2 separate regions of the Salmo salar genome follow, and region 1 is linked to region 2. Evidence: chromatin contacts called from public Hi-C data. All regions are on one chromosome and are shown on one strand. The core of a region is the stretch at or near the end of the contact, and the rest is flanking DNA. Distances in the headings are between cores, read along the strand shown. Region 1 overlaps LOC106568037 (nectin-3-like protein). Region 2 holds the start of LOC106568037 (nectin-3-like protein).

Evidence for each region. Hi-C and Micro-C count contacts between places; a contact is called where the count stands out from the background.
Region 1: a Hi-C map of muscle shows a contact between it and region 2, with 5 times the contacts expected there. The contact joins the enhancer-like site here to the promoter of LOC106568037 in region 2. A contact is called at or near these places in 2 of 3 Hi-C or Micro-C datasets (gill and muscle).

The regions. Positions count from the first base shown.
Region 1 is chrssa13:84,706,833-84,713,275 of Ssal_v3.1, forward strand. It overlaps LOC106568037 (nectin-3-like protein), which reads left to right. Exons shown (of 8, transcript XM_045692301.1): 6 at 275-419; 7 at 4,996-5,098. Among protein-coding and RNA genes, the nearest start is that of trnav-uac, 19 kb to the left of the region's middle. Within about 2 kb of position 3,644, at least 1 of the 13 cell types and tissues checked has an H3K27ac peak or open chromatin away from gene starts, as enhancers often do. A contact at or near this core is called in muscle, where this site is marked.
Region 2 is chrssa13:84,626,686-84,633,569 of Ssal_v3.1, forward strand. It overlaps LOC106568037 (nectin-3-like protein), which reads left to right and starts at 3,462. Exons shown (of 8, transcript XM_045692301.1): 1 at 3,462-3,825. The coding sequence starts at 3,744.

The DNA of each region.
Region 1 (6,443 bases), core at 2,394-4,893, 80 kb after region 2:
CTGTAGTTAGTACTGCTGGGAGACATAGCAAGTAACCTGCCTGCTGCACACAACAAACTCTCTCTCTCTCTCTCTCTCTCTCTCTCTCTAACACACACACACATCACACACAGACACACACACGTCACACATAGCCTCTTAAACCTACATGTGCACTCTTAGAATGTTCCTGGATTTGTATATTCTCACTTATTTCTGCATGATATCCACACTGCTATTTTATGTGGTGTTGTGTCTGTGCTGTTTCATATCATCCGTCTGTGTTCTTTTCCAGACCAGTCTCAGGAACAGAGGTACAACTCCATTGCCGTGGCGGGGGCAGTGATGGGGGCGGTCCTCGCCCTTTTCCTCATTGCTGTCTTCACCATCATCATCCTCACCGCACGGAAGACCTCGCCCCCAGCGTTCACAGACAAAGTGTGAGTTAAAGTGATGTCACCGTATACTACGGCAGTAGCTAATCAATTAAGCCATGAGTTATATCATCAACTGATATGTTTTGTGACTGTATCAAATCAGCATAGAGTTACAGTCTAACTCAAATCCAAAGGGCTTTCCTACACATACTGCGTTTTGAGTCATCCCACTGCAGTGTACCATAAAATGGAGTCTGGTGCAGGGAAGTAAAGAGGTGGTGGTATAAAGTTCAGGGGTGACAGGTAATTGCAGTCTTGGCAGGAGTTCCTTGTCTTGTTTTTCTGAGTTAGTTTCTATTGCTAGACTTGTGCTCATGTTAACGTTAAGGCAAGGAGAAGGAAGGAACTTTTAGATGAAATTATTTACAGTCCTTGAGAGTTGGGTCACTCCCTGACCAAGAGGTCTGTGACTGGCATCTGACCATGTGTGTGTAGGTGGATTCTAGTGATTAAGTTGATTCTAGTGATTTGGAAGCCACAAAGAAAGTGGCTGATATAATATTTCAACTCATATATGTGTATCCTCCTGTCCTCCTGCATTTCCCAATACAGGATGTGAAGCAAAACAATAGCAGGTTTTTCTCATTGGTTTATCCTCCTAATACACCATAGATATGGAGGTCCGTCCGGCATCTCTATCCCCACAGGGATTACATAATCTCTGTGTTCCTTTTGTTCATGAAAGGCCTCCTCAATCCCACACCTCCCCTGTCTGTCTGCAGTTCCTCACCGTCCATTCACAGATTCAGTTTCTGACACCCGGAACGAGCTGGCCAATCAGCCGCTCCCGTTCCATAGAAGTGGGCGGCCCCTAGCGGAGCATCACTCCCAGTTGATGTTCTTCATGAGGGAGACAGAGAGAAACACAGTGAGCTGAGGAGGATGTGTCTGATGTGGGAACAATCAGTCCGTGGTGCTACAGCCTTTATTAACGTACATTGCACACTGCTAAACACTGCATGCAGGGGAGGGTTGCACTACAATACAGAGTAATGTAATGTACAATACAGTACATCAATGTACATTCATTTAGAGAGAATGGGAGTTGTTGGGCTGCAGGCAGTTCTGCTAAAAGGCTCTCATTCTTCTGTCATGGTAGCAGTTTAGGATAAAGCCTATGGAGACTCTCTCAGCTAGCGGGAGCTGGGGTTGTTTGGATCTTTCAGGTTGAAAGCATTTAAGTGTGTGTGTGTGTGTGTCTTTGATTATACAGTTGAAGTAGCAAGTTTACATACACCCTAGCACATACACCTTATACACATTTAAACTCAGTTTTTCACAATTCCTGACATTTAATCCTAGTAAAAATTGCCTGTCTTAGGTCAGTTAGGATCGCCACTTAATTTTAAGAATGTGAAATGTCAGAATAATAGTAGAAAGAATGATTTATTTCAGCTTTTATTTCTTTCATCACATTCCCAGTGGGTCAGAAGTTTACATACACTCAATTAGTATTTGGTAGCACTGCCTTATAATTGCTTAACTTAGGTCAAATGTGTTGGGTAGCCTTCCACAAGCGTCCCACAATAAGTTGGGTGAATTTTGGCCCATTCCTCCTGACAGAGCTGGTGTAACTGAGTCAGGTTTGTAGGCCTCCTTGCTCACACACGCTTTTTCAGTTCTGCCCACTAATTTTATATGGGATTGAGGTCAGGGCTTTGTGATGGCCACTCCAATACCTTGACTTTGTTGTCCTTAAGCCATTTTGCCACAACTTTGGAAGTATGCTTGGGGTCATTGTCCGTTTGGAAGACCCATTTGCGACCAAGCTTTAACTTCCTGACTGATGTCTTGAGATGTTGCTTCAATATATCCACATACTTTTCCTCCCTCATGATGCCATCTATTTTGTGAAGTGCACCAGTCCCTCCTACAGCAAAGCACCCCCACAACATGATGCAGCCATCCCCGTGCTTCATGGTTGGGATGGTGTTCTTTGGCTTGCAAGCCTTCCCTTTTTCCTCCAAACATAACGATGGTCATAATGGCCAAACAGTTCTATTTTTGTTTCATCAAACCAGTGAACATTTCTCCAAAAAGTATGATCTTTGTCCCCATGTGCAGTTGCAAACCATAGTCTGGCTTTTTTATGGCGGTTTTGGAGCAGTGGCTTCTTCCTTGCTGAGCGGCCTTTCAGGTTATGTCGATATAGGAATTCGTTTTACTGTGGATATAGATACTTTTGTACCTGTTTCCTCCAATATCTTCACAAGGTCCTTTGCTGTTGTTCTGGGATTGATTTGCACTTTTCGCACCAAAGTACGTTCATCTCTAGGAGACAAAACGCGTCTCCTTCCTGAGCGGTAAGACGGCTGCGTGGTCCCATGGTGTTTATACTTGCGTACTATTGTTTTGTACAGATGAACATGGTACCTTCAGGCGTTTGGAAATTGCTCCCAAGGATAAACCAGACTTGTGGAGGTCTACAATTTCTTTTCTGAGGTCTTGGCTGATTTCTTTTGATTTTCCCATGATGTCAAGCAAAGAGGCGCTGAGTTTGAAGGTAGGCCTTGAAATACATCCACAGGTACACCTCCAATTGACTCAAATGATGTCAATTAGCCTATCAGAAGCTTCTAAAGCCATGACATCATTTTCTGGAATTTTCTACGCTTTTTAAAGGCACAGTCAACTTAGTGTATGTAAACTTCTGACCCACTGGAATTGTGATGCAATGAATTACAAGTGAAATAATCTGTCTGTAAACAATTGTTGGAAAAATTGCTTGTGTCATGCACAAAGTAGATGTCCTAACCGACTTGCCAAAACTATAGTTTGTTAACAAGAAATTTGTGGAGTGGTTGAAAAACGAGTTTTAATGACTCCATCCTAAGTGTATGTAAACTTCCGACTTGAACTGTATGTATGCTTGACTCTTACTCACCCAAACCCTATCCCTACATTCTAGCAGTTTCTGATTAAGAGCACTAGTTTAATCCTGATAATAATGCTGAAAGTAAGCCTAGATTGTTTTATTAGTTTTGCCATTGATCCAAGGTGTTATTTAACCATTATGATAGTAGTCTGATCGCTTTGTTAAATCTCGACTCTCTGGCTCTTTCACTGGAGTTTCACATTTGGATTCTACAGCCGTTTGTCCCCACGGCCTTGGAGCTGGTGAGTGTGAGAGCAGATTCTTAGTCTGACTGTTGGAGAAGACTCTAATACATCCAGTCTGGCCAAAAGAAACATGACCCTGATCTGAAACCCAGTATTGAACAGCTGTGTGCGAATGGAAAAAAATACTTTCTGTCCCTGCATGCATGTGTGTGTGTGCCACATAGCTCTACTACTCAAACACACCACACACACACACACACACACACACACACACACACACACACACACACACACACACACACACACACACACACACACACACACACACACACACACACACACACACACACACACACACACACACACACACACACACACACACACACACACACAGACTCAGGTTCAGACGGGTGTGTCTACTCTACTCTGGGCCTTCTTGGTGTGTGTCTGATGCCAAAAAAAGGCAGTCGTCCTGAGTGTGACCCTGCCTGTGTCCCCCTGAGGGCGTCCCTACTGACCCTGTGGGCCCGGCTGAATGATTCCAGGCCTCATCCCTCTCTGTCATCACACACACATTAAAGCCCAGGTCTTCTTCTAATGGATCTGGTGCAGTCTTTTGTCACAGAGGCTACTGTGGGAAACACACGCAAGTTCATTAACTATACATCAACCATGTCTTCTCTCCAGGTCTCATCCAAGTAGGAGAGAAGGAGCTGGAGACCTAGGAGCAAGGCAGTTATAAGGGATGCACTTTAGGGTGATCAATCTTTTTAGAAATCAATGATTATGATGAGAGGTAATAAATGACCACAGGTCCAAGTGTATATGTTTTTGATCAGTGGGGAAAGGTTGCAAAAATTAACTATGAACTCAAGCTGCTTTCCAATTCTCTGGAATGTGAGGGTCATCACTACCATAATAGGAAGTACATCCACAACCTAATATTACACGTCCCTGTGTGTATCACCTGGGTGAAGGACAACAATTTGGAGTTAGAGCAAGAGAGATGATACTACAGCTCTCCAAAACAGGAGTGAAGTGTAGAGGAAAGAGCTGACAGTGTAGTGGAGTGAAGATGCTGTGATGGTTGTGTGAGGTGAAGTAGGAGGATGGTTTTTACAACTAGTGTTTAGAACAGGATCCATTGGAGGGGAGTTGGTCAGTGTTTTGCTGGTGGAGGGGGATTGATGTTGAGGGGAACTTGAGTGTGGTTTGAAGGATGTGGGAGGAGATTAGGTTGATTGGCAAGCCAAGCGTGAGGTGAGCCTTTATTAGGGATGGATGTTAACCTAATCATTCTATTAAACCCGGCTTAGCGCCTGTCAATTCTAGTCTGTAATTGATTTAATTCACAGTGGAAACCGTTCCTAACAATTTAATTAATCTGGTCCAACCACTTTGCAATTTCCTGGTTTGCCATCTCACAATAATATGTCCTACGGTGTGAGTTTTAGTCACTGTCTGCTTACATTTTAAGAGTGACAACAAATGTTTTTTATTTTCTCCTGTCTCCCTGCAGGATTGATCTACCTCCAACACACAAACCACCTCCTCCCTACACAGAGAGACCCACAGCCATCCCTCTGGCTGTCCATGCACCACAGGTGGCCTCCCTGTCACAGGTAAACACTGCACTGTACTATTATTGAACACCGCCCTCTGCAACTAGATCCTAGATTTCCTGAAGGGCCAACCCCAGGTGGTGAGGGTAGGCAACATCACCTCCGCCACACTGACCCTCAACACGGGGGCCTCACAGGGGTGTGTGCTTAATCCCCTCCTGTACTCCCTGTTCACCCACAACTGCGTGACCAAACACGACTCCAACACCATCATCAAGATTGCTGACGACGGTATTAGGCCTGATCACTGGCAACGATGAGACAGCCTACAGGGAGGAGGTCAGTGGCCTGGCAGTGTGGTGCCGAGACAACAACCTCTCCCTCAACGTCAGTAAGACCAAGAAGCTGATCGTGGACTACAGGAAACGGAGTGGCAAGCATATCCCCATCCACATCGACAGGGCTGCAATGCAGAGGGTCGAGAGCTTCATGTTCCTCAGGGTCTAAATCAATAAGGACTTAAATTGGTCCACTCACACGCGCACAGTCGTGTAGAAGGCGTGACAGCGCCTCTTCCCCCTCAGGAAGTGGTAAAGGTTTGGTATGGGCCCTCAAATACTTAAAAAGTTATGCAGCTGCACCATTAAGAGCATCTTGACTGGCTGCATCACTGCTTGGAATGACAACTGCACCGCCCTCAATTGCATGGCGCTACAGAGGGTGGTGCAGACAGCCCAGTACATCACTGGGGTCGAGCTCCCTGCCATCAAGGACCTCTATACCAGGTGGTGTGAAAGGAAGGCCCGTACAATTGTTAAATACTCTAGCCACCCAAGCCATAGACTGTTTTCTCTGCTGCCGCACGGCAAGCGGTACCGGTGCATCAAATCTGACACCAACAGGCTTCTTAACAGTTTCTATCCCCAAACCATAAGACTGCTAAATAGCTAACATAATGGCTACACAGACTATCTAAGTTGACCCTTGTATTTTATTTGTTATTTTTGCACTGTCTCTCTATGCACACTCACAGGACTCTACACACTCACGCACACTGACATTCCAACACACACATAACTTGCACACACATTTATACTGACTCTGCACACATGCACACATGCTCACATACAGTCATAATTTATGCTGCTGCTTCTCTGTTTATCATATATCCTAATGCGTAGTCACCTTACCCTATACATGCAGTATTTACCTCTATCACTCCAATATCCCTGCACATTGTAAATTATGGTATTGGAATTGACCCTGTATAAAGCTTGTTACTTAATTTTTATTTCTTGTGTGTTTTTGCTCTGATGTTATTTTTAGTGCTACATTGATATTGATTACTGCATTGTTGGGTTTGGAACTTGCAAGAAAGGAATTTCACTGTAATTGTGCCCGTGAC
Region 2 (6,884 bases), core at 2,212-4,711:
ACAGAGTACTGTACAGAGTATCCTTTTCCCTGGGAAAACATGTTGTCCATTGAAAAACCCTTAGCTATACAGACAGACTGCAGACAAACGTGCATGCATGCATCCATCCATCCATCCATCCATCCACTGACCCTGGCCTGGGAAACTGGACGATTGAGAGTGTAGTTCCCTCTATTTCCATCATGACTTATTATGCTCCATAGTCCCAGGCCTGGCCACAACCCAGACAGACACTTGTGTATGAGACAGGACAGGAAAGAGAGAGAGATTTATGTGGGTAAACACAGAGGGGAGGAGGAGACCCACAGAATAAGAGGATAAAGAAGACAGAAAGAGGGGGACTTGCACTTATTTGATCTTCACTTCGCCAGCAGCATTCACCAGCCCCACTCCAATCCCCCCTGGCCCTCACTGAAGAGCACTTGAGGCTTACATAACATTCCTCAGAGAGACAAAGTGCTCTGTGAAAGAGAACAACGTGAACACGAAGAGATGTTTGTTGTCCATGCCATAGGACAGCACAACACAATTTTAAACAGACTCCTCATATCCTACATCAAACGTTGTCATCATGGATATTGTTCAAAGTGAAAGTTGTGTTACACAGCTCCTTTTCCTCCTCTGTTGCCCTCGGCTTCAATTAACTGCTTCATTTAATTCATGATGTATTATAACAGTTGTGTTGTGGTTCCACAGGAGAATTTGTGAGAAAAAAATGTGCCCTCTTGTCTGACAATGGAAGTGCTAATGATTTTACGTCTCTACCTTTCTTTAAATAATTATGCTGCCTCTCTCAAAACAAACCATTAATTTCCTTGCTAAAGATATGCAGATGTATTTTAACATGGAGCAGAGTGCAAAGCATTCATCTAAGATTAACAGGACAGGACCTTAACTGTGCAGGTTCTGTTGCCATTTGTGAGTGTGTATGTGTACAAGCGTGTGTGTGTGTGCTATATGCCCTATTCAGGCTGTCCAGTGTAAAGTCTGCTGGGTGCGTGTGTTTGTGGTAATTAGGGGAAGCACTTGTGAAATGGGAAGATCAGGAGAAGAGGACTGCAGTCTGGTTCCAGATTATTCACATGCCATAGATTTCTATGTCTCTATAATGATATAGAGGGGCACATGCAAGCAGAAATATGACACCCTATTGATTTTCAGTCACACATAAACAAGTTCTATAGACTTATAAATGGAGTTAATGTGGTAGATCATCTGAGATTGACAGTTACTGGCAAGGCCAGCTTCTCTTTGGATAGTGTCAGTTGGTGAAGAAATAAACACACTGCACTGTAAACACACAATAATGAAATACATTTTATTTGAGATATTGTGTACTTGACTGCATTATGAAATCCTAATATCACATCATCACTGTGTGAATGAAGATATTGCATCAGTGGGAAAGGCTATGTAGGAAAAAGTGAAGACACCTGAGGGATGACAGAGTAAAAAAGGAGAAAGTTCAGAGTTTGAGACAGCTAAGAGACTATTTATGCTTGATCCGAAAATGTGGTCGGAGGCGCCGTAAGATGGTGTGACGCAATTGCGAAGCCTCCGGAGGAACGCAGAGGCCAAACTGAGCTCCGTACCATATCGCCGTGCGCCTCTCAAATGTTCTAACAACGTGGAAGGCTACGTATGCCTCTGCATTTACATGCTTGGTTGACGGTAGGTGAGAGCAGAAGGTAAATCACCATAAATGCTGCACGGCCAACGCAGATGTCGGAATGACTATGCAGCGCCTTTAAAAGATAAATAGATTGAAATACAATACACTGTCGAGTTTCAGGTCTCAGTTGATCTAAACATTGGCAGATGACAAGGGCTTGTCCAGAGCTGAGTGAATGCCCCTGCTCTCAGGCACATCGAGGCGAGGGCTCCCAGGGCTCTGCTGCTGGGGCCACCGACAGGCAGGACGCTCATGTTATGACAGCCACTCACTGCCCCGTGGTGAGGGGTTGTGGGAGAGTTTTGGGAAACTTTGAAGTCATTTTATTTTGATGAGGTCATGAGTGTGGTGTAACCAATGATGTATATATAAATCATTGGGTGTAACCATAGATCATACAATGATCATAAAATGAAACAAATGAAGCATGTACAGTATTTGTTCCACTCTCTCTCACCATCAAAACTGTCCAAGACTCCCTAACAATAGGACTCTGTACCATCTGTAAGCCTGCATCCGTGCAAGGTGTAATGACTCTGGGTCTGGCTGACTGGTATATAGCCAAGTAGCCTGTTGCTAGATCATTGCTTGTTGTAAGTGTAACCGATGTGAAATGGCTAGTTAGTTAGCGGTGGTGCGCGCTAATAGTGTTTCAATCAGTGACGTCACTCGCTCTGAGACTTGAAGTAGGGTTTCCCCTTGCGTTGCAAGGGCTGTGGCTTTTGTGGCGCGATGGGTAACGATGCTTCGTGGGTGTCAGTTGTTGATGTGTGCAAGGGTCCCTGGTTCGAGCCCGGGTTGGGGCGAAGAGAGGGACGGAACCTACACTGTTACATAGATGATCACAAGCGTCTTTTTTCACATACTAGGATATCTGTGTCTGAGCTCTTTGTAGCCCCATTATTAATGTCATTTCATCACTAATCTGACAAGGTATCTCTGAGATTCTAATACCCAGATATTGTGATTTCTTAAAAAAGTCTCTATCAATGTTGTGCTCAGAAAAGTATTCGTAGCATTGACAATGGCTAGGGCACTCTTTAAGATATATTTTTTCCCCCATCTCATTAATTAGACAGAAAGACGTGCAGAACACATCCCAACACACACACACCCTGGGTTGCCTCACACTGTGCCAGGGTGTGGATGAATAGGGTGGCATGAGAGTAATTGTGTCCCTGGTGGCTCTTGAGAAGACATAATACGAGACTCAAATTAAAGCACTGACCTGGTTAGCTTCCAGCCAACAGGAGGGGCGCCCCCCATAATTGCTGTTTGCAAGGATTAGCTAGTTAATTTGTGAACGCCCCAATTAGACTTGGGGTGGGGTGGTGGGGGTGCTCTAGTTGTTGAATAGCGGCAGGGGGTCGGATACACAGATTGGGTTTTTGGAGATAGGATATGGTGGGGGATTACCAGTGGGGTACAGGGGGTTAAGGTTGATACTGGTCCTGTATTAACTTGCCTTCAGAGAGAGGTGAAACATGCACAGAAGAGGAATTAATTCGTACATGGGGAGCAGAGATAGGCCTACAGCAATGGATGATTGTGGACACAAACACACTGGCACATGCGCTACACTCATTGTGCTGCATTCTCCATGCTGTACACAGCAATGTGTCTGAATAAAACCTCCACTTGGTGAGAATATGTGTCAAGGCCAGAGTGTTACTCAAAACATGTCAATCATATTGATCTTCAGAAAAGCTTTATTCATTCTTCAGTTAATGTATTATAATCATGTGTTGTTTTTCACTTATCACGGGGAAATTAAACCCGGTTAAAAACACAGCACGCATGCTTTATTTCATACTCAGTAGCTAAATATGTCCCGTAGCAACACAATTTAAATCAATATTTGCAATAAGGATGACGTAATCTAACTATTTCTTTCTGAGGTGGTGTGGTGGAAGATTGCCTCTCATTTGACGGTATCGCTGGAATCAGGTGAGCTCCCCTTATCGCTGCTCTAGTGGTACAGTCCAATCGCAGTTTGGAGTTGTTGCTGAGGAGGTTTCATGGTCCGGCGGACAGACAAACGTGTTCGGTGAAAGACGGATCTACTTTCAAAATGTTCCTGCCTTGCCTCAGGATTTACCCGCTTCATAAGAGACAGCATGCTGTATTTATTTTTCTTCTGTACAGCTTGACAGGTATGTTATCCATTATGCCCGCTCGCTCTGTAACATTAGCTAATGTAAAATATTTGGAGAAGTTCTGAGTGCAGCCAACGAGAGCGAGCCAGAAAGCCGAGTGTTTCGCGCGACTCTGACTACTTGTATGGGGCTCCTCTACAGTCTGAACAACATTTGTTTTAGTAGTTCATTTTAGATTTGCACTGTATTGTTTCTATAAGAAAGGTTGACTTTACCATTAAGGACTGGGCAAGGCAGGCGTCCTTTTGTTGAGAAGTTTAGTGTTGGAATGGTGCCGCTGCCGATGATTGTGTGATCCGCGGCTGCCATGGAAACATTATTCATGTAGGCATTATTCACAGGAAACCACTGAGGAGCAACAGTGAGGTGCTCTTTAGTGGTGAGACAACTTTGAAGAGCAACACGGTCGCACAGCAACTGCACTCACCTTTACTAGCTTAACTGAAGACGTCTGATCCAAACAGCCAATACTTAGTTGTTGTATTTAATTGAAGTTATGATTCACAATTGTATTTACACCGCTCAAAACTAGGCCTCTTTTAGAGACTCGTTTTGGAGAGTGGGGACTGTGGGTGCTACAGCAAGGAGACCCCTGGCTGCTCCTACCACAAATTCCATAATAGAAGGTAGTCACTCACCTGTGGTGTTAGGTGCTTTTAGCAACACAGGTGTTTATACTGAACAGAAATATAAATGCAACAATTTCAGCAATTTTACTTAGTTACATTTCATATAAGGAAATCAGTCAATTGAAATAAATAAATTAGGGCCTAATCTATGGATTTGACATGACTGGGCAGGGGTGTAGGCATAGGCCCACCCACTTGGGAACCAGGACCACCCACTGGGGAGCCAGGCCCAGCCAATCAGAATGAGTTTTTCCCCATAAAAGGGTGTTATTACAGACATAAATACTCCTTAGTTTCATTTGCTGTCCGGGTGGCTGGTCTCAATTCAATTCTCTGGCAACAGCTCTGGTGGACATTCCTGCAGTCAGCATGCCAATTGCACACTCCCTCAAAACTTGAGACATCTGTGGCATTGTGTTGTGTGACAAAACTGCACATTTTAGTGGTCTTTTAGTGACCCCAGCACAAGGATCATGCTGTTTAATCAGCTTCTTGACATGTAAACTAATTTGTGCACAAAATTTGAGAGAAATAAGCTTTTTGTTCATATGGAACATTTCTGGGATCTTTTATTTCAGCTCATGAAACATGGGACCAACACTTTACATGTTGCATTTATATTTTTGTTCAGTATACATAGCTACAGTAGCGTTGCTTTCAATTGTGTTGGGTTGCACAAAAACAGTCCGTTGGAAGCCAGAAGTTAAATGCAATTCCATTTCAACTTACAGTGCCGGTGGGTGGAACTGTTGGTCATTATTCCTCTCTGCTTACCTCATGGCAAAATAAAAGTCCCCCACGAGTTATTCCTTTTTTGTCCACATATGGCGCATGTGCAGGACTTTTATTTTTACATGACATAAGCGGAGAGGAAGTGTGTTTACAACAGACCCACTTTTGGGAAGTCTGTACTATTAAACAATCTTTTAGATAATTTGTCGGAATTGCCCACCCTGCTTAATGAGCAAGCATCCTGCCCACCAGCACAGTGAATTGAAATGGAATTGTATTTAAAGGTAGATTCCACTAAATTGCATTGCCACGAGCAGCACAGGTGATATTGAGATGAGCTAGATGCAACACTTAGCGCTCAGACAGTCACAAATAGTATCTGCGTGGAAGGGAAGCCACAGGCTTTTGACCCACTATGATGTTGTTTACTTTCTGCATCTACGTCATCTCGCTGAGTCTACCTTTAACTTCTGGTTTTCACGGAATGTATTTGTGCAACCAAATACAATTGAAAGCAATGCTAGTGTATCTAAGTACACCCGCATTGATAAAAGCACCTTCCGTGGTGTCTGTGTCCTAGAAATAGGAACTAGGGAATATCATTGTTCATTTTGGCACTCTTTTTGATATTTAGTCTTTTGACAAAAATGTAATTGTCTTAGTAACATTTTTGCCATTTTAATTATGATTTAGTCTAGTTATTGTCAAAATGACAAACAGTGGGCCATTTTACTCAACTAAATGCCATTTCATTTTAGTCATCACATTTTTATTGCCTCATTAACCTATAGTAAAAATAAATCACAGATTTTCATGTGCACAAACATCCATAGCCATGTTCTACCAACACATTTTTCTACATAACTTCCTATCGCATGATTCTCTTCCCAACAGCCAAATTGGCAGAAGAACACATTACTCTGCAGCAGATTAAAAATCACACCCCTTGACAGGGCTCCAGACTAAAATTTTCCCCTATGATTTGGTCGCACCAATTTTTTTCTGCGGTAATGTAAGTGCTTGATTTTGGACTGAAATAGTATGTGGACACCCATTCAAATTAGTGGTTTCAGCCACACCTGTTGCTTACAGGTGTATTAAATCGAGCACAGCCATGCAATCTCCATAGACAAACATTGGCAGTAGAATGGTTCATTCTAAAGAGCTCAGTGACTTTCAACGTGGCAACTAGAGGTCGACCGATTTAATCGGAATGGCTGATTAATTAGGGCTGATTTCAAGTTTTCATAACAATCGGTAACTGGTATTTTTGGACACCGATCATGGCCGATTACATTATACTCCACGAGGAGACTGCGTGGCAGGCTGACTACCTGTTATGCGAGTGCAGCAAGGAGCCAAGGTAAGGTGCTAGCAAGCATTAAATGTATCTTATAAAAAACAATCTATCTTAACATAATCACTAGTTAACTTCACATGGTGGTTGATATTACCAGTTTATCTAGGTTGTCCTGCGTTGCATATAATCGATGCGGTGCCTGTTAATTTATCATTGAATCATAGCCTACTTTGCCAAATGGGTGATTTAACAAGCGCATTCACGGAAAAAGTACTGTTGTTGCACCAACGTGTACCTAACCATAAACATCAACGCCTTTCTTAAAATCAATACACAAGTATATATTTTTAAACCTGCATATTTAACCTGTATATTGAATGCAAGAGAAGTGACAC